6 separate regions of the Mus musculus genome follow, and all the other regions are linked to region 1. The links are chromatin contacts, called in public HiChIP or PLAC-seq and Micro-C maps. All regions are on one chromosome and are shown on one strand. Each heading gives the region's core, a stretch centred on a gene start, on an enhancer-like site or on the middle of the called end of the contact. The rest is flanking DNA. Distances are from core to core; before and after follow the strand shown. Region 1 holds the start of Tmem200c (transmembrane protein 200C). Region 2 holds the start of Arhgap28 (Rho GTPase activating protein 28). Region 3 has its middle 23 kb from the start of Gm36252. Region 4 holds the start of Akain1 (A kinase (PRKA) anchor inhibitor 1). Region 5 holds the start of C030034I22Rik (RIKEN cDNA C030034I22 gene). Region 6 holds the start of Zbtb14 (zinc finger and BTB domain containing 14).

Evidence for each region. Hi-C and Micro-C count contacts between places; a contact is called where the count stands out from the background. HiChIP or PLAC-seq counts read pairs in DNA pulled down with a chosen protein or histone mark.
Region 2: an H3K4me3 HiChIP or PLAC-seq map of neural tube shows a contact between it and region 1, with 6 times the contacts expected there. The contact joins the promoter of Arhgap28 here to the promoter of Tmem200c in region 1. A contact is called at or near these places in 4 of 39 promoter capture datasets (embryonic stem cells, frontonasal cranial neural crest, liver and 1 more), 9 of 484 Hi-C or Micro-C datasets (Sertoli cells, adipose-derived mesenchymal stem cells, cortical neurons and 4 more) and 12 of 115 datasets of contacts at active chromatin or transcription factors (astrocytes, craniofacial prominence, embryonic forebrain and 7 more).
Region 3: an H3K4me3 HiChIP or PLAC-seq map of embryonic basal ganglia shows a contact between it and region 1, with 5 times the contacts expected there. The contact joins the enhancer-like site here to the promoter of Tmem200c in region 1. A contact is called at or near these places in 11 of 115 datasets of contacts at active chromatin or transcription factors (astrocytes, craniofacial prominence, embryonic basal ganglia and 8 more) and 2 of 9 other capture datasets (adipose tissue and pancreatic islet).
Region 4: a contact with region 1 is called in a Micro-C map of embryonic stem cells, with 3 times the contacts expected there. The contact joins the promoter of Akain1 here to the promoter of Tmem200c in region 1. A contact is called at or near these places in 3 of 39 promoter capture datasets (the 3T3-L1 cell line, cranial neural crest and liver) and 1 of 484 Hi-C or Micro-C datasets (embryonic stem cells).
Region 5: a Micro-C map of embryonic stem cells shows a contact between it and region 1, with 3 times the contacts expected there. The contact joins the promoter of C030034I22Rik here to the promoter of Tmem200c in region 1. A contact is called at or near these places in 5 of 39 promoter capture datasets (the 3T3-L1 cell line, cranial neural crest, frontonasal cranial neural crest and 2 more) and 2 of 484 Hi-C or Micro-C datasets (both in embryonic stem cells).
Region 6: a Micro-C map of embryonic stem cells shows a contact between it and region 1, with 2.7 times the contacts expected there. The contact joins the promoter of Zbtb14 here to the promoter of Tmem200c in region 1. A contact is called at or near these places in 1 of 39 promoter capture datasets (the 3T3-L1 cell line), 3 of 484 Hi-C or Micro-C datasets (all in embryonic stem cells) and 3 of 115 datasets of contacts at active chromatin or transcription factors (craniofacial prominence, embryonic stem cells and extraembryonic endoderm stem cells).

What each region holds. Positions count from the first base shown.
Region 1 is chr17:68,835,116-68,839,007 of GRCm38.p6, forward strand. It overlaps Tmem200c (transmembrane protein 200C), which reads left to right and starts at 2,021. Exons shown (of 2, transcript NM_001206661.1): 1 at 2,021-2,418.
Region 2 is chr17:68,002,041-68,005,932 of GRCm38.p6, forward strand. It overlaps Arhgap28 (Rho GTPase activating protein 28), which reads right to left and starts at 2,068. Exons shown (of 18, transcript NM_172964.4): 1 at 1,855-2,068. The coding sequence starts at 1,970.
Region 3 is chr17:68,209,119-68,213,010 of GRCm38.p6, forward strand. No RefSeq gene overlaps it. Among named protein-coding and RNA genes, the nearest start is that of Gm36252, 23 kb to the left of the region's middle. Within about 2 kb of position 1,698, at least 30 of the 459 cell types and tissues checked have an H3K27ac peak or open chromatin away from gene starts, as enhancers often do. A contact at or near this core is called in adipose tissue, craniofacial prominence, embryonic basal ganglia and 2 more, where this site is marked.
Region 4 is chr17:69,437,364-69,441,255 of GRCm38.p6, forward strand. Akain1 (A kinase (PRKA) anchor inhibitor 1) reads left to right here and starts at 1,963. Exons shown (of 2, transcript NM_001145192.1): 1 at 1,963-2,178. The coding sequence starts at 2,163. A930029G22Rik (a long non-coding RNA gene) reads right to left here and starts at 2,877. Exons shown (of 2, transcript XR_003952217.1): 1 at 1,814-2,877.
Region 5 is chr17:69,414,753-69,418,644 of GRCm38.p6, forward strand. It overlaps C030034I22Rik (RIKEN cDNA C030034I22 gene), which reads left to right and starts at 1,695. Exons shown (of 1, transcript NR_026848.1): 1 at 1,695-3,892.
Region 6 is chr17:69,381,557-69,385,448 of GRCm38.p6, forward strand. Zbtb14 (zinc finger and BTB domain containing 14) reads left to right here and starts at 2,248. Exons shown (of 3, transcript NM_009547.3): 1 at 2,248-2,669; 2 at 3,865-3,892. It overlaps Gm49894 (transcription initiation factor TFIID subunit 4-like), which reads right to left and starts at 2,625. Exons shown (of 3, transcript XM_030250167.1): 1 at 2,544-2,625; 2 at 1,620-2,455; 3 at 1-742. The coding sequence starts at 2,625. The coding sequence ends at 695.

The DNA.
Region 1 (3,892 bases), core at 771-3,270:
TTACAGTCGTCAATGTAAGAAGCAGCTAGCTATATCCCACAGTCCCCGTGCATGTCCAGTTTCTCTAGATAGCGGCTTCTCTTCTCCTAACCCATAGAAAGAGTTTCTAATGTGCACCTGGTGGCTATAATTTGTGCACAAAGTGAAACTATTAATGGTTTAATCCACCCCAAATCTTAATGTAATTCTTTAGTAGAATTCCTGTGTGTATGTAGCCCTGTAGGACAGAGAGTAGGATTTGCCATTTGGTCCCTTGGCAGACAGCTCTGTAATGAAATGAGGCTTCGGGTCCAGCCTTTGTACAAAACACCAGATAGTTATCAGGGATTTAAGAAATGCAGGGATTCTGAGCCAAAAGGGTTTTAACAAACCACTGAAGGAGTTGGGTTACTTTTCCTTTGCAATGATTTCCGTAAAAGGAGACGTTCCATTGTGGGGCGGGAAGGGTTTCCTCTGCAGCCTTTTGTTTTCTAACATTTGACAGCTGAGCTAAGATAAGGGGAAGGAGTTCAGGTTGAAACTTCAATCAGAGGCCACCTTTCAAACATGCAGGTGATGGCCACCTTTAGGATTCACATACTCTCTGTCCCCTTCCATCGCCCAACCACCTCTATCCCCACCTCATTAATTATCATGTATGCTTGGCTTCTCTAATGTTCTCTTGTTTGATATATGCTCAAGATACTGTGTGCCTTTAGAAAAACCTTGTGGCTAGATCTGTGGGTACCAGAGTCATCCTGCTAAATTCTTGAACAGTAAGCAGCACCCACCACAGTCGCCATTACAAGACCCTTGCCTGGATGCCTAATTTTCGGGAGCCTTGATTTTATCTGCCTTTCTCTTCCTCTCTGCCTGAATCCTAGCCACGTCATTTTAATAACTAATTGAAACCTGTCTAACTTTCTTAACACTCAGTGGGGAAATTCCATTTGAAAATTCTTTTCCCTGTCATTTCTACTATGTGCTTGAGAGAGAATGAAAATATGAAGATAAAAAATAGGATTTCTCTCTCCCTCGTGTGTGTGTGTGTGTGTGTGTGTGTGTGTGTGTGTGTGTGTGTTCTTCTCTGCTTTTCAAATGACATAGAGAGTTTGAGTAACCTCCCTACCCCCATTTCTCCTCTTTGAAGCTAACCCTGATTGCCATTCCCTAAGAACGTGTTTCTTTTTGAAGGCTTGGGTTACCCCAGAGGGTAGAGGGAGGGAACTGTAGGGCCTGCCTAAGCATCTTTCAGCCCATTCTAACCTCAGAAGAGACTCAAAGGCCCATATTCCAGGGAGCCCTTGAGGTCCCTTAAGGCCAGTTACACAGCCCAGTTCTGCTCAAGTGTGATAGCATTTGACAGAGGTTTATGTGAGTCCGGTGGTGAGAGCACCTAGTTTGTGAGCCCGCTCCGCTCCGCTCCGGCCCGTCCTGGCTTGGTTCGTTGGGGGGGGGGGGGCACTTACTGTGTTCTTGGGGCATCCACGCTGCAAACTCTCAAGTGTAGGTGGGGTAGGGGGCGAGGCTGTGTGCACTGTAATAAGAAAAAGGGAGAGCAGAGAGGATGGGAGCCTGAGGGACCAGAGACCTGAAGAATAATCCCTGTCTTCAGGGACAGCATCACTCAGATCCTGATGGGGAACTCCCTGGGAGGGGCTGGCGTTTCTCTGGATCCTCTTGGGTTAGGTGCTCAGACAGGTAGTTGGGGAAAGAGAACCAAGCTGTCAGCTGAGGCTGAAGGCGTTTCAGCTGCGTTCAGAACCTTGCCTTACACGATCGCGCCCCGACCTGGTTCAAGCACGCGGTGCAGGTGTCGCCTCCCCTGGTGCCCCTCTTGGGAAGGGGGACAAGTCGCTGTCGAAGGGACGGACGGCAGGCTGGAGAGGAGGCGGGGGAGGGGCTGGGGGTAGAGGGGGCGGGGCGGGGGGCGGGTGCCCCCCTGAGAGCCAAGCCGGGCCGGGTACCTACTGCCATCCTGCCGCAATTTCCCTGTGTCATGGCTCCGGTCTCTTAGCAACAGCCGCCAGTCCGGCCGCCCGGAGCAGCCGCCGCGGGCTCAACTCCACCCGGCGGAGCCCGGCGCGCCGCAGCCACACAAAAGAGGCGCAGGGCTGGAGAGCGCGCGGCCGCAGGGTCGGCAGTGTGCGCAGCGGGAGGGGACCGTGGCAACAGGGAAGGCGCGCCCGAGGGAAGAAGGGCTCCAGGCGGCGCGCGGGATGCGGAGGACCTGACACTTCTTGGAAACTCTTGGAAATGGCTTCCGCCACCGCGCCTGAGGGGACTGCGAGCCCCTGGCGCAGGTTCGTCCCCACCGGGCTGTCCAGCCGCTCTCGCTCCCGGGGCTCCGGGGCGCTGTCCCTGCGCTCCGCCGTCGGCTCGGGCTGAAAAGTTTCTCCATGGTTCTTTGTGTCTCCCGAGCTGCCCCGGTCTCCCTGGGTAAGTGAGCGATTATTGTTTGCTTAGAGTGCCTCCATTTTGAGCATTTCTGTCAATCCCCGGCCTCCGAGCGCCCTTCACTAGCCCTCCTGTCCCCGAGCCCAGGCCCCTTGGCCGGTGTTCTGAGTCAGGTGTTCTCCTGGGCGTGCTACCAGGACTGCGCTGCCCAGAAAAGGCGAGTTGGGGATTGCCTTCACTTCACTTGAGGCGGACTCGTAGCTGCTGCACTCATGTGACTAGACCAAAGCAAGGGCAAGAGACTCGCGGCCCTGAGGGCCAGGGGCCGGGGGTCGAGGACCTGGGTTGGGTGCAGGGCACAGCATCGCTCACAATCTGGGGCCCTAAGTCTTTGATGCTGGGTTCTATCCATCATGAGCAGAGAACTTGATTCTCTCTCTTGGAAGCAGTTGTATTTTTAGACATCCCTCATTTGATTTCCCCATCCTCCATTCCTTAACCAAGGCAGGACTCGCGCCAGGCAGCCAGTTGCAAAGGCAGACAGATCCACTGCTAAGTTTGTTTTCCTTCCTTTGGTCTAAGGAAAGCTTGGGGGGGGGGGGCTTTTCTGTGTCACCTGACCTCTGTCAGTATTCTGTGTCAGATCGTGATATGCTGAAAAGGAGTTCGTCTTTCAAGAGAGCTGGAAGAATAATAAACTAGGGAATAATTAGAAGCTATTAAACTAATTTTAAACATCTTCTGTAAACCTTGTTAAAATCTATTCCAACTTTTCTTATATTCTGCTGGATGTAAAGCTGGCTTGCAGAAGAGGAATGCAGAAAGGTGCCTCTTTCATGACATCCAGCTCCCGGGGGGCATCTCTCTTCAGAGAGCCACCCTGGCTGCTGAAGCTGGCTTTGTTTCTAAAATGCCTAGACCTTAAAGTCTCTTGAAGCCAATCTAGACTTCAAGACTATTAAAGACCTGGAGCCTACAGTTCAACTAAAGCAGCAAATTTTATGTTGCGACATACAATAAGTATAAACATGTGGGGCGAGTATATTTGGTGTTTATACTTACTCTCCTGTGTATTTGTACGTACTCTCCTGTATCTCCAAATATACTTCTCCGGTATATTTGGTGTTTATACTTACTGGTAGAGGACCTTTTAAAAACCAGATTTTAAAGGTTTGCAGATGTGGTCTCACTGTTGACACCTCCCTAAAACATTTAGGATTTCTTTACTGAATTCCAACCAAGTTCCAAAGAGATATTGTTCTTTGCAAACAATAAAAAACCTGACTGCCATTTGCTTGCCCATGTGGAGAAAAGATCATAACCAGATTGATATACCAGAAGGAATCAAGGGTCATAGCTCCTCACTTAAGCACCAATTAAAAGCGAAATTCTACCCAAATAACTTACATTTTCAAATCTATTCTACTACATGGACTGCCTTGCAAAGTGTGTGTGTGTGTGTGTGTGTGTGTGTGTGTCCAAAGGCCTGTGATGGTCATCTTTAAGAGCAACATAA
Region 2 (3,892 bases), core at 818-3,317, 830 kb before region 1:
CCCAAACTCAAAACAACTAGGTACACTAGGGGCCTGAGGAGGAAGGAGGAAGGTTTAGCTTTAGCAAGTGCTAATGAATGATCTCTTTGGGAAGTCAGAGCCCACTTTCCCAGAGCCAGACTGCTCACTGTGCCACCAGTAGGCTCCAAATCCATTCGCAAGTTTAAAGAACGCATGTTCCTGAATGAGAGGGGTGCATTCTTCCAAAGCAGAACAATACCTTCTTGCTTCTTGGCTTGAAGGAAAGAATTGATCAGTAGCTAGTAAGTCAAAGGTTAATAACTGGGCCTGATAATTTCTGTTATCAGGCACATGATGGATGATGTAGTATCCTCTAGCTCCTAGTAAACACGGGAACCTCTATTTTCAGTGCTTCTACTGAGGGCCAGGGAGTTAAGCTATCCTCCCATAATTCTGCTGGGGGGGGCTGGAAGGAGGGCTGCACACTCCCATCCCCCGCCTCAGAGGAGGGAGTAACTGAGGGTCCTCTGGAGTACAAGGCAATCGGCAACATTATAAACTTAGACCCAACTGGTTTATGGTAAAGAACTGACTATGATATCAGTCAGCTCTCCCACTCTCACACATTACCATTCTACAAGACCACATGCTGAGCTAATAAAAAACAAAATCTCCCTCCAATTTGCTTTCAGCTATCTGGCTGATGCCCACAGGGACAGCTGCTAGGGTTTAAGCTACACCCAAGCCACTTAAGAATGTAGAAAACTGGCCCCTGCCTTGCATCCAATCCCATCTATTTAGTCAAGATGGTACTTTCTTCTAAAAGAATTACACACTCAATACAAAGAAGAGTTTGTATCTTCAAGCTGAGTCAAAATGATGTGCGTGACTCCGACTGCCGGAGAAAACTGGTACATCTCTCACTGTCTGTTTTAAAATGAGATTTGACTCAACCTGCTCTCTCTGGAAGAAACAATAATTTCTTTGTTAGCGAAGACCAGTATAATTCCTAAGCCAGTGCGATTGGTTCATCTCATGGATACCGTCCAAAGCATATTATGTGACATAGTCACAAATCAATTAAATTGGGAAACAGCAGTAATTATAATCACATAAAGTTAAGAGTGTGAGGAAAAGCAAGTAATTGAAAATAACAGTGATGTAAGATGCCATTAGGAGATGATATCAAAACACGCATTAGCGTAGGCTTCAAAATAAATAAGTAAAAACGTCCACTGATATAGTCGTAGAGAATAGCAAAGGAACTTCCCCTAAACACGCCAGACAGCAAACCATCTCACATTTGGAATATTTTTGACCATCCGTCTTTGGCGGAACAGATGGGCATGCCAGAGCAATGTTCTCCAGATCCCTGGCTTACTAAATGCACATGGTCACCCAAAGAAATAAACAGGAATTGCGTTGGTTGCATACAATCGGCACCGGCACTCATCAAATAATGACATCACTGTATTTAAACAATTGAGGGTATTTACAGTAGAAGTGAAATTGTTATGTCAGTGAAGGTTTCCTTTTGAGAAAAACTTTAGCTTCAAATAGTTAATCTGAGTGTCTGCGAGAACTTTTTTTCTTTTCAACCGACTTGTGTTTGGGTTCTTGGTAATATTTTAAAATTTCTCCAGTACATGGTGAGAGTCTTCCACAGAAATGGTATGTTTATCTAACTCTTGATAAAGTTGCGTCAAGACTACAAGTACCCCGCTAGCCTCAGCCAGCCACACACAGACTTTTTGCCCAGGCTGTTTCTCATCTCCAATCAGGATCATACAAAGAGCAGTCTCAGTTATCAACTCCATAAAAACTTGCCTAAGCGCTGCCCCCTCCCCGCCCCGCCCGGCGCGCGCGCGCGCGGCCCGCGGTGCCGCTCCGTACCTGCTGAGCGGATGGCTGGCCCGGGACGCGCAGCGTGGCTCAGCGCCCTGCGGTTGCGAGCGCGCGTGCGAGTGGTAGGCGGTCAGCACCACGCCGCCCGAGTCCTCCACCTCCATCCTCAGCGGCGCATGTCCCCGCGCTAACCCAGAACAAAGACCGAGACCAACGTGGACTAGCTCCGGGAGCGGGTCAGCGGCCCCGAGCGTCCGGCGCCCCAAGGCTCTGCGACTAGGACGGCCCCGCCCGCCCAAGGGCCACGCCCACAGAGTACAGCGGCAGATTAGCATACAACGCGGGCCACGCCCACAAAACAAGGCGCACCGATTAGCATAACTAAGAGCCACGCCCACAGAGTACAACAGACAGATTAGCTTAATACACCGAGGGCACGCCCACAGAGTACACCGGGCCGATTAACAAACACTGAGGGCCACGCCCACGGATCCCTGCTTCTAGGAAACTGGAAACCTGCCTGGAGCTTGCGGCTCCAGCCAGCAGCTCTAGTAAAGTTTGTGTTTTTCTTCCTTTGTTTCTCCTTTCCTCTTCTCAACCTCCTCCTCGGCCCCTTCAGACGGGAGGCTTATCCCATGGCTAGGAACATTTCCTGCCTGGCAGTCAGAAGTGAGACAGAAACCATGCCTTAGGCAAGGGGAGAAAGGCTAGGTCTGGAATGGGTGCTCTGGGGAAGAAAGGGAGAAAAATGTGACACTCTCATTTAAATGTAACACTCTCATCTGAATCGGAAATTGAAGAGCTGAATGGCACTGACGTTTGCTAGTCTAAGTGACAGCGAATTCGATTTCCCTTCTGCCCAAGCCATTCCCTCTGCACGTGCAAGCCTGAGCTTCCTTCCCATACCCTCAAGACTGCAACGCCAGACTCTTACCTCATTCCTAACATCCCTTTCCTCCACTCAGTTGTGGTCCCTGACAGATACTGTTTCCAGACTGTCTGAAAAGTACTCCTTATTGCCACGGGCTCCATGAATGCTATTTTCAGGGGGCTTTTTAAGGGAGAAGATTATAAACACACATGCACACACACACACACACACACACACACACACACACACTGTATATAACATACCCAAAAGTGCAATATAGTCTTTCTCCTGATTGTGTTTCTGGTTGGAACTGCTTTCAAAATTCTCTCCCTGTGAAACCGCTTAGAGATCATCAATCAAAGCCCCCTCCCCCACCTCTTACTCCCCGGCCACTTTCCAGAAATGGCTCTTGCTTTGTTACAGGAATAATTTCATTCTGCTCTGTGATGAAGGTAGACTCTCCAGACCATGCCTTGTGTGTTTCTTTGCTCTGGTCTGGCATCCACTTGAGTGACTCCTAATAGGTCGTGGTCTTTTTTTTTTTTACCTCCCCCCTCCCCCAAAGGCCAGATGGAACCAGGAAACTTCTCAGAATGAAACACCAAGGAGTAGAAAGCCTGAGGGGAAAACCCACCACTAACTCATGATCAAATTACCATTTTCCAGCAAGTTGGTGCTTTCTACTCAACTGGAAGCTGCTGGAAGAACTGGTCTCTCTCTCTCTCTCTCTCTCTCTCTCTCTCTCTCTCTCTCTCTCTCTCTCTCTCATATCCCAGAGCCCCTCCTGTTTCACATAGCACACACTCCAGAGAGGAAGGTGTGCTGGATAGTGTTTATCAACTTGACACAAGCTGAGGTCATCTGCGGGGAAGGAGCCTCAATTAAGAAAATGCCTCCATAAGAATCAGGCTGTAGGCAAGCCTGTAGAGTGTTTTCTTAACTAGGGACTGGGGGAGTGGGGGTAGCCCATTGTGAGTGGTGCTGGCACTGGGAAGGTGGCCCTAGGTTCTAAAGAAGGCATGCTGAAGAAGCCGTGGTGAGCAAGCTAGAGAGCAGCACCCCTCCATGGCCTCTGCCTCAGCTCCTGCCTCCAGGTTCCTGCCCTGCTTGAGTTCCTGCCCTCACTGCTTTTGATGAAGAACTGTGAACTGGAACTGGGAGGGAAATTAACCCTTTCCTCCCCAAGTTGCTTTTGCTCATGGTGTTTCATTCCAG
Region 3 (3,892 bases), core at 448-2,947, 630 kb before region 1:
CCAGATTCTGCCTTAGACCAGGGTGTCTCAGGTGGCCACAGTTCCCTGGATGGGTGGTGGGAAAGTCTCTGCCGGAGACTGCGGGTTTTCAGGGCACTTATAAATCAGAGCTTCAAAGACATTTCTGTTGTTTTACACATCCAGGAGTCCCTTCTAATCTTTCTCACTTCCTCTTTTCTCTCCGTTCTTCTCAAAAGGAATGACTGCCAGTCATCAGTCAGTGTCAGTCTCCTGCTCACCACCTCCCCTCCCTTCCAGCCTCCGGGGTTTTCAGGCTCATCTTGCAGGGCCCCACTCTCCCCACTTCCATCCCCACCCTGGGAGATTTCTCTCTCCCTAATTACCTAGTCTCTCTTCACTGCCACTTGTTACAACCTGCAATTATTTGGTTTATCAATTCATTTGTTGGACGTGAAGCTTTGTTTGTTTATTTGTCCTCACTGGAATATTTACCCATCTGAGTGGTTACTTATTCAGGCAATAGTTATAGATGCTACCATGTGCCTAGAGCTGAAGAAAACAGCGAAACTTCTCTTGAGCGAACGGAAGAGATCAATAAGTCAAGAAGATATAATAATGTACAAGTTAAGTGCCTGGTATACCAGGCAGCTCTAGCTGCCAGGAATGGAGAGCAAGGAAGATGAAGACAGAGGGCAGGGTATTGGAAGGATGGGCTGTGACTTCGATGCTTATCATTCTGCCCAGATGCCCATCTGGTAGCTCTGCCAGGTACCGTGTAGCTGATCAATAAATGTGACCAGGAAGGATGGTAGAAAAGGCAAACACCTGCCATGGAGCCTTGCAAGAGTCTACAGCTGGAATTGCTGTCATGCTCTGGAAGGGGTAGGGGGCGGGGTGGAGAGGTAGGGTAAAGAGTGTGGGAGTGTCTTCCTTCTTCTTAGGCTTCATATGGTCTTTGAATTGACTCTTGGGTATTCTGAATTTTTGGGATGATATCCACTTATCAGTGAGTACATACCGTGTTTGTTCCTTTGTGACGGAGTCACCTCACTCAGGATGATATTCTCAAGTTCCATCCATTTGCCTGCGAATTTCATGAAGTCATCATTTTTAATAGCTGAGTAGTAGTCCATTGTGTAATATACCATAACTTCTGTATCCATTCCTCTGTTGAGGGACATCTGGGTTTTTTCCAGCTTCTGGCTATTATAAATATGGCTACTATGAATATGGGTAGGAGAGGGGGAATGGGATAGGGGGTTTCCGAAGGAAGGGGAAGACATTTGAAATGTAAATAAAGAAAATATCCAAACACACACACACACATACACACACACACACACACACACACACACAGAGTGAGGGAGTGGAGTTGAACCTTACTGTCTGCAACCTCATCTTTTGAAATCTCACTTTCTGTACCCTCCTGCTCTGCTCAACTCCTGGGCTAAGCTCCTCTGCTTTAGAACAACATTTCTTTCCTCTGTGACAGAGGTGACTGCAATTTTCCCCAGGGAATGCGGCCATAAATATCCACATCAAATCTAACACACTGGTTTTGAGCTATGGCCAGTCACGTGGGCAGGAAATGTTAACACTTCTTTTCAAGGAACGATTTTAATTACCCTGACAGGTGATCAGGGGAGAAACCTTGGTTTTCATTTGAGCTGCAGCCCAGTCACTCCTCATAATTCAGTCCACAGGAAACTTGTTGACGGCAGCAGAAGTTCTGATAGGCGGCTTTCAGAGAGGGGGCGGGGCTCCCCTGAGTGAAAATCCGGGCGAGTTCAGAAGGTTAGAGCTGCAGTTGCAGAGCCGCCAAGTCCCCTTGTAGGGACAAATTTGCGATGAAAAGCCATGGAAATGAATTTGCACAAGGAAAGATGTTCATTATAAATGGGTGCCCGTGTATTTTGCACATAAAATGCCCTATTTGCATTTGAAACCAGTATGATAATCTCTGAAACTAAGCTAAGGACTACAAGTCTCCTTCCCTGCCAAACACCACTCTGAAAACAACGCCACTGATTGGCTTTTGGATCACACCCGTTGTCAACTTGGACAAGAAACAAACAGTAAGAGGGCACCTTTCCTGACAATGTTGAAAAAAAAAATCTATATATTGTTTATTCTTTGGGGGGCAAAACTTGTTATAACAAGATCCAAAAGAAAGGTCCGTTAGGTACTGACTATCCCACAACCTGATGCATCGAATACAGCTTTTAATGCACAGTTGGTTTTGGCCTCTGAAAGTTTTGTTGAAAATTCAGCCTGTATTTCCTTTAGATTTCTTAATTATTCATGCTAAGTGGAAAGATCTTTTAATTATTCAGCTAATCCCCCTGTGTGGTAAAGTGTTTATTGCATCCTTATTACACATGTTAGCTTCCTAGTTAGACATAATTGGGCAAGTGATAATTCTGTTTTTTAGGGGACCCATTCATACCCAGCATTACTTCAGGCATAGATTCTGAGTGAATTATTAATTATAACAAAATTGCTGAAGTCATGCTCCAGCAGGGCACTGATCACAGCAAGCTAAAGCAGGATAACCTTCCCAAGTTGAAAGCCGCGTCCACCCTCATCATTCTTGGATTCAAGAGAGCTTCTATAATGTCCCCCACCCCCACCCCACCCAGCAGTTGATCAATAATGTAGTAAGAACTTAAGAAGCAGATAGGATCCACTGATGCCATGTGCAAATGTGATATCCTGAGTAAATACACCAAACAGGAACATGCCATATGAATGCACACCTTGCCTATCACAACATGACCCTCTAAAGGCCCCCTGTTAGAGGCCCCCAGCTGCCTCTCAAAGGTGAGCTGTGCACACCACTGCACGCCTATGTAGCCTCTTCCTCCCTCTCTGGAGGCCCCCACGTGGACTGCTGGCAGAAGCCCATTCTGTATTTCCCCTGAACAGTACAAGGAGGACATGTGGAGGCAGCCTCCTGATCTTTGGTCAAGACACTGCTGAGAATTATGGTCCCTGCTTTTTGGAATACCCAGGCTGCACCTATCACTCACAGACTGGACAGCACCTGCTTTTATCAGCCCTCCCTCTTCTCCTGTGTTGTGTTTCTGCTCTACAACCCCTCGTATCCTTCTATCCCCCCCCCCTCCCATAGCAAAGGACTCTGACACAAGCCTTTGTGTCAGGACACGATTTTGCAGGAACCCAGCCAGCCGAATACAATATTTGGTTTATGTCTTTTAAACCAGAACAAATATATCATTTTTCCCTTCAAAGCAAAAACAGATACAATCCAGGGAGGAAATCACTAAGCTAACACACAATCTGAAACAGAACTAATAAACTATCTTAAGAAACAGAAAATGGGCAAGGGCAGGCCTGGTCCTATGGTCTTTCACTCTCCTGGCAAATAGGATTGGGTGCCTGCGGAGTTATAGACACTGGGGACCACATGGGATCTAGTGTTTACTTCTCATCCAATCCTGGATGTCCTCACACAACAAATGACTATAAAATGGGTGGGGTGTACCTCCTTTCAAGTAATACCCAAGGCAGTGTTATAAGGGTTTGACAAGCTAGGGCAGCTGTGTGCTAGGTAGTGGTGATTAATCCTTTCAGTTCTCTAAACCTGGAGGAAGACTTCTGCCCCCATCTCCTATTAGTATCCCCCCCCCCAAAGACTACGCATCAGGGTTGGACTGGATGGACATCCTGCAACATGTAGCCATGGTCCATTCTTCCTGGGAGCCAGAGGGCAGTGTCAGGGATGAAGCCCAGAGGACCTTGGCCTCTTCGGAGGAAGCTCTGCTCCTATGGTAAGGGTGAGTCACTGGGAGAATTGGCAACTTTATACATAAAATTTCCAGGTAATCTAACTTGAACTCACTTCTTAGTGATTTTTATTCATCTCCGACGTTTAAGACAGTTCCAGGTCTTAGGTAACTCATGAATCCAG
Region 4 (3,892 bases), core at 713-3,212, 600 kb after region 1:
TCTCCCTCTCTCCCTCTCTCCCTCTCTCCCTCTCTCCCTCTCTCCCTCTCTCCCTCTCTCCCTCTCTCCCTCTCTCCCTCTCTCCCTCTCTCCCTCTCTCCTTATCTCTCTGAGACAGAGTCTCACTATGTAGCTCTGGCTGTCCTGGAAGTCACTGTGTAGACCAGACTGGCCTCAAACTCACAGAGGTCCATCAGCCTCTGCCTCTTGAGTGCTGGGATCAAAGACACACAGCACCACACCAGGACCCCTTGCTCTTTCTTAATTCACTGAGATCCATATTTCAGAGGGTCCTCACAGCAAACCCTGCAGATGCCTCAGTTCTTGTAGTATAGACGAGATGGGCCAAATAGGGTGACATATCCAAGGTTAAACAGTGAGTTAATGGGGAAGGTGCTGGACCTGCGTTTGCATCTGGTTGATCCTTAAGAATGTTTTCAGATGTTCTTAACACGATATTTTCCTGTGGATATTTGTTTATGCATTCGGTGAGTAAAGGCCATGAACACACAAAGTTGTAAAAAATTAAGGGTGGTGGAGGGGTGTTTATTTAAAGCAGTCGGCAGTCATTCAAGCAAATCTCAAATAGTGCTTCATGTGTCCCACGGTGCTGAAACTAGAGGGGCAGATAGTTTTTGTTCCCAAGGGTTTGGGTGTATCTTGGGCATATGAGAGGACTCCACCCCTTTGTGCATGGGTATTTTTCCTACCCATTGGCTGATTTGCATCGTGCTGAGGCAGGCCCCATCTGTTTCATCTCCTATGACACCAGGTGCTAAGAGCATTTGTGACTGTGTTGTGTTGAAGCTGCCCAGATGCCTCCATGATAACCGTAGTTCAAGATTTGTGAAACTATTTACATTTTCAACCTATTATGGCTTTGAACAAACTCGGTGCCAGCCTGGCTATTTAAATGCCTATGTTTGCCAAAACAGGGTAGAGCTTAAGGCTTTTAATCAAATTGTTAGTACTGTGCTTTTAGAACAGCGCTATTATTTCCAGGAAAAGGTGAAGAATGCCCAAAAACTCTGATTGCCTTTGGTTTTGGACAACCCCATTCAACTACAGAGATGGAGGATAAAAGCCAAGGCAAGGGGATCCTTATGTGGTTTTTGACTCTGTCACTGAAACCCACACGCGCGTGTTGCAAGCTGGTGGCATCTAATGAGCGTTGCCTACACCGCACCAACATTAATCAGGGAACAGATATCTTCAAGTGAACTACGGGTTAGGAGCCTGCAGTGAGCATCCAGCAAGTCCTTGTTCAGGGTGGAACCAACTGTAAAGGGCGCAGATACCAACTGAACCAGATCTGGGCAAGCTCTTAAGTATGTAATCAATGTCAGAGATGTTTTTCCTCATCCGTGCAGAAGTTGGAGTTTGTCCGAGACATGTCTCATCTGTACTTTTTTTTGCAGTGACTAACACCGTTTCCTCTCAGGCTATGACCTTGAGAACCTGCAAATGTGGGAGTTGACCCAGTGGTCACGGGGAACAGGACCCGCGAGCAGCGCCCTTGTCATGCATGCATTGCAAGGTCATCCTGTTTTTCTCTTTTAGCTCTCTTGCTGACATTGAGAGGCCTGGGGCAGCCAGAGAAGTCGTGAACAGCAAAGACGGGTTAACTTGGTGGTTCCTCCCTCTGTTCAGAGACAGCCACACTCCAAGAACTCAGCCTCTGGAGTAAAGTCTAGTGCGATGTGGGGAAAGGGACAAACTCATCTTAAATGTCAGCCCGGCATCCCTGGGGGTGAGTGACAGCAGGTAGTTAGAAGCAATTAGTTGTGCGCCTGCCGGGAAACCGGGCAATTACCTTTCTGTCTGGCTTCCCCTTCCGTCCTTCCTGCTTCGGTGGAAGCGGTAGAAGCGCCCTGCTCCTTCGGCGGTGAATCGCCAAGCTGGCGCGGGGACCGAGGAGGAGCTGAGCCGGGTTGCCTCTCCTCCTCCCGCCGGCGGAGCGGTGCATTGTGGAGGCAGCGCGCGCCCAGCGCTGAGCCGCGGCCCGGGACCGCGCGCAGGGAGCTGTCCGAGGTGCTGACCGTCCCGCCCGCACCCTGCGCGCCCGTCTGCTCCCGGCCCCGCGGTTCCCCGGTCCCCCGTCGGCTCCCGCCCTCTGTCTGTCCACCTCTAGAAACCCAAGGGTGTAGCGGCTGAAGGAAGTCATGGTGTTCGCTCCAGGTACTCTTTTATCTTCTTTTTCCGCAGACGTCCAGGCGGGGAGCGGGGCGGGAGGCGAACGCACCCGGAGGGAAGGCCTTTAAGACGACGGGGGTCCCTATGCGTGCTTTGGAGTTGCAGTGGCCCGGGGGGTGGAGACCGCCGGGTCGCCCCTCTCCCACACCCGCCTCATCTGCAACCCCAACCTTTCCGTCTCACAGTCCCGCCTGAATCCCGGCACCCGGAGTGAGCACCGACACCTTGGCAAGTGGCCCACTCGCCAGCATCGGACCTGCGCGGGTGTGCGGGCGGGGAGTGGGGAGAAGGATACAGGGCTTGGGGCTCCTTCTGTGGGAGTCTCTGTCGCCGCCTCTCCTCCCCTTCCTTAGAAGTGGCAAAGTGCCCTGCTTCCTTCCTCCGGGCCTCCAGAGGAGGTCGAAGGCAGGGGAGCGGGGCGAGGGGAAGAGGAGCGCTAGCCCTATGGATTTGGATCTGAAACTCTGTCGGGACTGCAGCAGGAGAGAGGCTACTGCGGCGCCGCGGGCGCTTGCAGCGTCTTCTGCTGGCAGGTGGCGAAGGACCTTCGTCCTTTTGCTGCGATTGGAGGCTACAAGTTGAAGAGTCAAATTTATCTGAGGTTGGCGGGTTTATCAGTCTCTCTCCTCTCTCTCTCTCTCTCTCCCTCTCCCCCCCCTCTCTCTCTCTCTTTCTCTCTCTCTCTCTCTCTCTCTCTCTCTGTGCACGCGCACGCGCGTTCAGGTGCTTCTGCTAGGGCCTCGACCTAGGTGTGTGTGTGTGTGTGTGTGTGTGTGTGTGTGTGTGTGTGGTGGGCTGAATGAAGCGTGGACCCGTTTATAGTTAACATTTCTACGTCCAAAGTTTCTCTCTCTCTCTCTCTCTCTCTGGTTTTTCTCTTTCATCTTTCTAACCTTCTTTTTCAGTTTGCCTGCCCTGACTCCCTCTCGCAGTTCCCCTTCTTGTTTTTGTTTGTTTTGGCTGTACTTCTTTTTAGGGGCAGTGTACAGCAGGTAGTAGGAAACACATAGCATCACTCTGTCAGCTTTGGGGGTCTTTAATTTGAGAAACAGGTTTGAAAATGTCCTGGGCAGGGGAACAGACATTGGAGAAGAAAAAGAAAGCATTTCTAAAAGGAAAGAATTGGGTCTGGTTTTTACATTTTTTCACTGAAAGAAGAGGAAGCTCTCCACCTGTCAATGACCAGTGACAGTCCCTGAGTCCCCGAGAGGTTAGCTAAGGAGACAGGATCCACAAGTGCACATGTGCCTTAGAGCAGTGGTTCTCAACCTGTGGGTCTCGATCCCTTGGGTTGAACGACACTTTCACAGAGGTTGCATATCAGATGGTATTTACATTACTATTCACAACAGCAGTAAAAATAAAGTTATAAAGTAGCAACAAAAATAATTTTATGGTTGGGAGTCACCACATAAGGAACGGCAACAAAGGGTTACAGCATTAGGAAGGTTGGAAACCCTTGCCTTAGACTAGGAATGTCGCTCTCCTTCCAAAACAGATAACTTAAGGGAAATGAGGTGGAGGTCCAGTCTGTGTCGGTCAGTCAGCGCAAGGTCAGAGAGTCAGAAAGCAGCAGGTCTCAGTCAGAACAGCTCTTGTCTCCCTCTGACTCAGTCGCCCTGTGGTGTGAGCAATGTTACCGCTTCCTGGGGGGCGGAGCTGAGGTTCTTTGGAGTTAGACTCCGCCTCTTTAAGTCCT
Region 5 (3,892 bases), core at 445-2,944, 580 kb after region 1:
TGTAAGGCATTTTCTCAATTAGTGATCAAGGGGAGAGAGTCTAGCCCGTGGTAAGTGCTACCACCCCTGGGCTTGTTATCCTGGGTTCTATAAGAAAACAGGAAGAAGCAAGCAAGCATCACTCCTCCATGGCCAAAGGTCAAAATAAGATGTAAAAGATCCTTTTAACTCCTAGACCAGAACACTGATAGATACGCCTTCAAGAATGTATTGGGACAGTAATTTGTATTTTGCTTGAGGAAGCCATAGTTATCAGGAGAAAACGTACATGCAAGTCAGTATAGACATTCTTGTTAAGCTTACTTCATCTCAGTCATTATGTGCACAGGAGGGTGCAAGGATGCCTAGCACACCTCAGTAGTTTTACATACTTTGACCAAAGAGTGTGGACGTCGTGAGAGAGACCCAGGTAGCACTGCAGTTAGGCAGATCTGGGACTGGCTGCTCATGTGTGCTTGGCAGTGGCACCTATCACCCCAGCTCCCATTCTGATACCTATTTGCAGTTCCCTGAACACGAACATTTTAATTCCTCTGGACCTTTTCAACTGCTATCCTTTTGCCTATAGACCAATAATTCCCCCCCCTCACTTTATTCCTGCTGATCCGTTGGATAAACTGTCCTAGGACGCTACCCTGACTCCAACAGCTGGAATAGGCACACCTTTACACTTCCAACACTCTCCCAACTGAAGCAAAATTGCACTGAAGAGTTTCTCCCTCTTCTAGTCATGAACTCCAGGCAGCATTGCCTTTCCCATAGCTCCTCCCCCTGGTGCCTCTCAGTCTGTGCCATACACTTGTCCAACTACAGTTGGACATCAAATAACAATGTGGGCTTTGCCATGCTCTGGAGACTTTTGTATTTTCTTTCCAAGACTCACTACTGATTTGGAAAGCATAAAGGGAGTGTTCAACTTTATAGACTATGAGGAGGGGCAGGTGATAGAATCCAAGTTCAGTAAGGCAAACATTTAAAGAGTCTTTGAGAAACCATGAGGGCAGGCTCAAAGAACTAGAGAGAAATCTAATGCTCTGATTTAATCTTATATTGTACAATAGATCTCTAAGTGTGGCCTCAACTATTGCTGGAAAAATACAAATACAAGTATCTTTCCAATCAGCCTGCTGAGAGAGGTTTCAGTTCTCTTTCTATTGAATAAGCATTATGCTTGGATGCTATATGTGTAACTGGACATCTGCTGAGGTGACTCGCCCAAAGGCTAAGTTGATGGAATCCATTATATACATACTCTCAATGGAACTAGTTTTTCAGTAAAAGAACTTGACACCACTAGCTACACGGAGGCCATCCTAAATGCACCAGGCAATTTCAGTACCCACAAATTTGCTCCCTATTCAAAGTAAAAAGCAAACATCCAATCTCTCTACTGGGGGTAGATTTAGCCTGGAGCCAAGTATTCACTGAGGTAGACAATGTTCCAGAAAGCTGGGAGACAGAAGTGATAGTTTCATGATAAAATTTTATTGAGATGGCTTCCAGGCCAAGGGGGAATCCATTCTTGGTTTGTAAAAGTGTTGAGAAACTGACTTAGCCCTCAGAAGAATGCACATGAATTGCAGAGAAACACAGGAAGTGGTGCAAAGATAAAGGCCTTCAACAAGAGCTGCAATTTTCTTGGAGTATACAAAGAATGAGTTTAAACAAACTTTTTTTTTTTAACTTTTTTTCCTCTTTTCTTTTTTTCTTAAAGATCTTTATAAGCAGAGAAAAACTGCCAGAAAACAGTGAAAGGAGCACAAAATCAGAATAGGGTTGGGGGGACTGCAAAAGCCAATGGTGGTGCTAGCAAGAAGCAATTAGTTTTAGTTTAAGGGAACAAGGCAAGTGGACACAGCTCAGATGGGGTGCTCCACTCATTAGCTCTTTTTTTTTTTTCCTTTTCTCATGAAACGTTATATTCACAATTTTCAGCAGGAAACACCCAACTCGCCCAAGCTGTGTTTCCTGTGTTTTCTAAACGGTATAATACGTTATTACAAAAGAAACAATCCAAACAGCCCTGTGGAGGGGTGAGAAGTAAAGAATAGTTTTATACTTAACCAGACACCAGATTATGAGGTCAAGTCATACAGCATCGTGAGAGATACAAGGAAAAACTGAAAGTGAACGCTTTCTGCCTGAACTTCTCGATCCAAAAAACAACCTTTGAGAAGAGGATGAACCAGAATGTGTAAAACTAAGTAATTCCGGGAGGAAACCCTAAGATGACCTGAGATATTCAGTCCAAGAGGGTGGGTGACACCATTTCAAAGCCAGTCTAAGAAAGGGTGGTTGAGATGCCTCTGGCAAACCCTTTCAACTTCTGAAGGTCCCAGCGCCAAGCGACAAGGGCCCTGGGCAGAGCCAAGGGAGAGCTTGACACAGACGGCCGCGGTCACAGGGCTGGAGAGTTAGGCCCCGGGTCGTGTGGTCTGGCGGATTCTATCCATTTCCGCCCAGGACGGTAAGAAACCCCAGAGACCGAGCCGTGGCGGAGCAGTTGGTCCCCGGTGCAGGAATTCGCTGTCCTCCCAGCACAGTGCACGGCTGGGAACCCGATCAGCCCGCGTGTCAGCTTGGGGCGGAGCCAAGCCTGGTCACCACCGGAAGTGCGTCACTAGAGCGGGCCGGGAGCGCAGGCCGAACCCGGAAGCAGGCCTGGCGTAGGCTGGAGCTTGGGGGAGGCGCCGGGTCTCTGAGATTTAGTGACCGAACTGCCCGCGCGGAGAGGACTGGCGGCGGAGAACTGCAGCAAGAGCAGGAAACCCACGGGACCGCGGACGTGCGCGAGGCTCGAGGCCGTGCTGCACCGAGGGGCTCGACTCGTGGCGCCGAGCGGTCACTTCCGGCCTGCGGGGGGTACTTTTTAAAGGGATAGCGGGTATTTCCGAAGCCACGGGGGCATCGCCACGCCGCGGTGTCGCCGCTGGGGCCGGGGCTTCTGTGGGTTCTAATGATTCTGCCGTACGTGCTTTGCCCTAATTGTCAACTGTTTTGTCAAGTCCGCGTTGGCTCCAAGAGAGACCTTCCCTGACGTTTTCAGTGCCCGCGGAGTGGACAGCCCCGGCGGAGCATCTGACCGCCCGCTCCCCGGCTCCCGCTGCAGCTGTCATTCACGTCGATGATGCTGTTTTCCTTAGAGATCCGAGTGTACAAATGGACTGATGCTGCAAAGTCCGTGGGTGGGGTTGGGGTGGGGAGAGTACTTCTGCCTGCCAGGTCTTCAGAGATGGGTTTACACTTCGATGAGTAGCGCTGACAAGCCACGTCTTGCAAGGGCGGTTGCATTCGACCGAATAGCACAGGTTCCCTTCACCGATATGAGCTCGGGTAGCATTCATCATCTGGAGGGGGATCTTTCCTTATCTACTTCTCCTTTCTACTGTTTGAAGTGTAAATTCGTCTTAGGTTATTGAGTTTTCAGTACTTTGATTGTATCCAAATGGAAGCATTCAAGTGTGATATTGTCTGGCAGTAAATTTACTTTAAAAAAAAAAAAGCTTACCCTGTGGACTATCACATGAGTTAAATATCCAAGATAAAAGAGTGAACAGAGAGTTGCAGGAGGACTAAGAAACACGAGTAAACATGAGTAACTGTGATAACGGTTATAATTTGCTTTAAAGATCATTTACATTTTCTTTTTAAATTTCCTGTGTATGAGTTCTTTGCCTGGATGTGTGTCTATTCACGATGTGCTAGAGCAACCAGAGCTCTTAACCACTGAGCCATTTCTCCAACCCCCAAAGAGTATATATTTGCCTTTTGAGAGAGAACAGTTTTTAGTCGTTTTTGTCATTTCCATGGACGTGGGAAATTAAAATTCCAAATTTATTTCTTGGCTATTTTACTAGGAAATCTAACTTAATAAAACGGTTGTTCTGTTGAA
Region 6 (3,892 bases), core at 998-3,497, 550 kb after region 1:
CAAAAGACACGAGTAGGAGCTAAAACTTTGGCTCGGTAGTTCACAGCCCTTACTGCTCTTTCAGGGGACCCAGGTCTAGTTCCAAGAACTCATATGGTGATTAACAATCATCCTGCTCCAGTCTCAGGGGATCTGAACCCCCTTCTGACTGGCCTCCGCTGCCACCAGGCACACACGTGGTGCACACACATTCATGCAGGCAAAGCATTCATACACAGAAAATAAAAATTTGAAGGCGTGTATTTAAACACCGTGGGGGACATTAAACCAGTACTGGTTAATATTTTAGCTGAGGCTGAATATGGTGTCCTTTAGAAAATTGAGGCGACCATAGTTTTCCTTCATGTTTACTTAGGCATCCGGTACAGGCATTCTTTTACATCTTCCCAGAAGTCCATGGTCCTGCCCTAATTGCAGATGTTATTCACGTGATTTAACATAAGACTGTTGAAAGTGTGACAAAGCAGCAGAAGTGAAGTGACATTTAGGAGCACAATAGCTCAATCCAGCTGCCAGTATTGCAGGTTGAACAGAAATTTTGGGGCTAAAGGGACTTTCCAGGTCGTGGGCCTGAGGGCAGGTAAAGAGGATCAGGAAGTGCCTCACAGAGAACACAAGGTTTCAGCAGCAGCGGAGCTATAACTTACATGGATGTCCTGACATTACCAGGCTATCAGATCTCTCCATGGGAGCATCAAGTGCAACCTAGTTCTGGAAACATGATGGCTAGAGAGGGATGTACCTGGGTAAACGTAAAGGCACCAATTAGTCTGGTAGATCTAGAGCTTTGGGATTGAGCAGTTTGTCCAGGGTGACCGGAATTTCCCCTTATACTCCAAATCAAAAATGGCACTTCATTTGCTCTGCAAATGCCTGCTCCCCATAAACAATGCCTCAGTGGCACGAACCAAGCCATGAGCCTGGATATTCGGTCGAGACGGTACAGGGGAGACAGACGGTGCACCGGGACACCTGCCCAAAAGCCAGGCCGAGCTCAGCGCCCGAACCGTGCGCGCCCAGGGGCAGACATGGCCCACGCACATGCACACGCACACGCACGGGAGCGCAGGCTCCCCGCGTTCCCGACGCAGTGCCGAGGCCGGGCGCCGGCGGGAGCCCTGGAGTCGGGAGCTCCAGGAGGGGGCGGGTGCTCGAGAAAGGAGCTCGTGCATTCGCTCCCCTGGCCGGCAGAAGCCCCGCCCCGACCCCGCCCACCCCCTTCTCCCGCGCGCGGGCTCCGCGCGCCCCTTGCCGCGCGCGTGCGCGCGCGTGCGCAGGCCAGGGCTCTCCGCGGGCGGCCCCGTAGACCCAGGGAAAGCAACCACCCGTCAGGTCCCAGATTAACCCTTTCCTCGCTCGCTCACGAGGGAGGCCCCAGCCAGTTCCGTGCCTGCGCAAGCGGCGGCGCGCCTTCTCTCCCCCCCACTACCCCGGAGCCCGCACCGCGCATGCACGGGGAGGGGGGTGGTGGGGGTGTTCGCGGCGGGTTGGCTAGTGTGTGCTCGTGCAGGAGGAGGGCTGCCACCACCAGGGACGTGCACGATTCCCCCCCTACCCCACCCCCTCCCCAAACTCAGAAAAAAAAAAATTAAAAAAAAATCCAAAACACTGCCACCCACCGTGCCCCCGCGTCCATCCCGTCCCTGGCTTGCGCGCTGCCGAGCGAGGGAGCCCACAGCGACAGCGAGCGTCTGTAGCGGTGCCAAGCTGCAGGTAAGCGCGGGCCGGGTGCTGGAAGGGCCGGGGACGGGCGCGGGGACGCGGGGGCAGCCGGCGGCGGGCGCGGCCGGGGCGGCTGCGAGGAGGCGCGTTCCCGCCGAGCTCCGGGGCAGCAGCCAGCTGCAGGATGTGGCGGCGCAGCGCGGTGCGAGCGGGATCGGGGCGTGGGCCGCGGTTGGGCGTGGGGGGCCGGGCGTCCCCGGTGGCTGCGCAGGCCAGCGAGCGGGTGGGGAAGAGGCCAGGCGGCGGCCCCGCGCGCGCGCTCTCTCTCCGCGGCCGAGTTCATGGCCGCCTGGCTCTCCGCGCCGCAGTGCACCGCGGTGGGGGTGGGGACGGCCGAGCCGGGCCCGAGCGCGGCCCGCGGGGCGCCGCCCCTCGCAGCTGTGGTTTCCCCCGGAGCCGACGGGACCCCCCGCGCACGCTCCCCCGCCTGCGTCCGCCGAGCTCCGGGGAGCCGGCCGCGCGCCGCCCCCGCCCTTGGCCGCGGGAGGGCGCGGGAGGACCAGACGCGCAGGCCGCGGAGTGCGCGGGGCGCGAGCTCGGGGCTCGCGGGCGGAGCAGGGCGCGGCGCGGCGCGGGGCTGCGGAACCGGCCGCATGCCCGCTCCCGAGCTCGTCGCGCCGCCGGGGCTGCTGCGGGCCAAGGAAGAGAGCCTCGCGCCCGCGCCGCGACCTGGAGAAGTGGAGGATGGTGGAAGGGAAGGTGGCCCGTCGCTGGCGGGCACAGCTCAGGGGAGCTTTTGTTTAGGAGAGAATGCTGAGGGCTCGCTGCATCCGGCGGCTCATTGGCTGCGAAATGCGAATGTGGGCTCCCCACGCGCGGACTGCGCCCCATGTCTTTCGCGGGGCCCCGGATTCCCCACTCCCAAGTTGTGCGGTCGCAACAGGGAAGTGGTGTGGCCGCCATTGTCGCAGCTGCTCCGGAATAAGGAGGCGGCTGCGGCTGCTTATGTAAGTTTGCTTTGGGAAAGCCTGGCTCTGTGCTCGGTGAGGACGCCTTAACGCTCCCGCGATTTGGGGAGCTGCTAGCAAGGAGCTGCTTTATAGTATTATAGGTGTTGGGCTATGTCTTGTCCTACACCTACTTACACACATACTGGCAATGGTTATCTTCAGGTTTGACTCATTTGAACTTAGCAATGGGAACATCTCTATAGGGGGAAAAAAAAACCGAGCCGATTGCCCTGTGACCTCCTTTGAAAAAGAATTACACACTCACCAGAATCGAGAAGGCGTACGCACGCTGATATGTTGCCATAGCTACCATAGGGCCACTCTTCTCCCAAGTCCATGACCTCAGAAGTGCCACGGAGGGAATTTCTGCAGGGAATGCCTTCCCTTAGGCTGACTGCCGGCCCAGGGTGCATCTAGAACCCAGGAAGGCTGAGGTGAAGACTGGAGGGAGCATCCTTAGAAACTATCTTACCAGCCCTCACTCCGTGCACATGGGAAAGCCTGCTAACTCAGAGCCCTGTGATTCCTATAGTATGAACTTGTTATGGGTTCTCAGGATGTCGACCCTTTGGTGGAATCTCGGACAAAGTCATTGTGTAGGACTGTATTGTAACACGGCCACCTGCTTCTACTGCACTTGTGGGATTGGTGGTCAGTAGAGGAAATTTTTGTTCTTCAAAGCCTGTTGGGCTGCAGGATGTGGAGTTCTTTGGGTGAGAGTTAAGAACGAAAGAAAATTCTTTGAACCTGCATCCGGGGATGGAGGGAGAAAAATGTAAGATTTCTCCATGGCAGTCTTGGAGACAAGTTTGTAATTGTGTAGTAGACAAAGTGGCATGCTTATTTCTCCACTCTTTAGCTGTTGGGTATGTGTGTTCCTGCAGCCGTCCGATATTCAAACATGCATCTAGATGTCTATAGTTCTTAAAGGAAAATGTGCACCCAACAGGAAGTGGTGTGGATAAAGAACATATATGTGCTGATGTTTTCAAGAATATATACCACGGACTACTCCGGGTCTAGTCCTTACATAGAACCAGACCTGACTACTGTTAGCCTCACAGTGTCTCCCCAAAAAACGGTTCATAGGCAAGAGGTGGGACAGAGTGTTTTGTGACTCTTGTAAATACTTGGTTTAGGATTTAATGTAGAAAAAAAAAATCTTACTTAATCTGTGCCTTTCTTCCTGTAGATCTGGCTTGCCCCTGATCAGCCTGAGT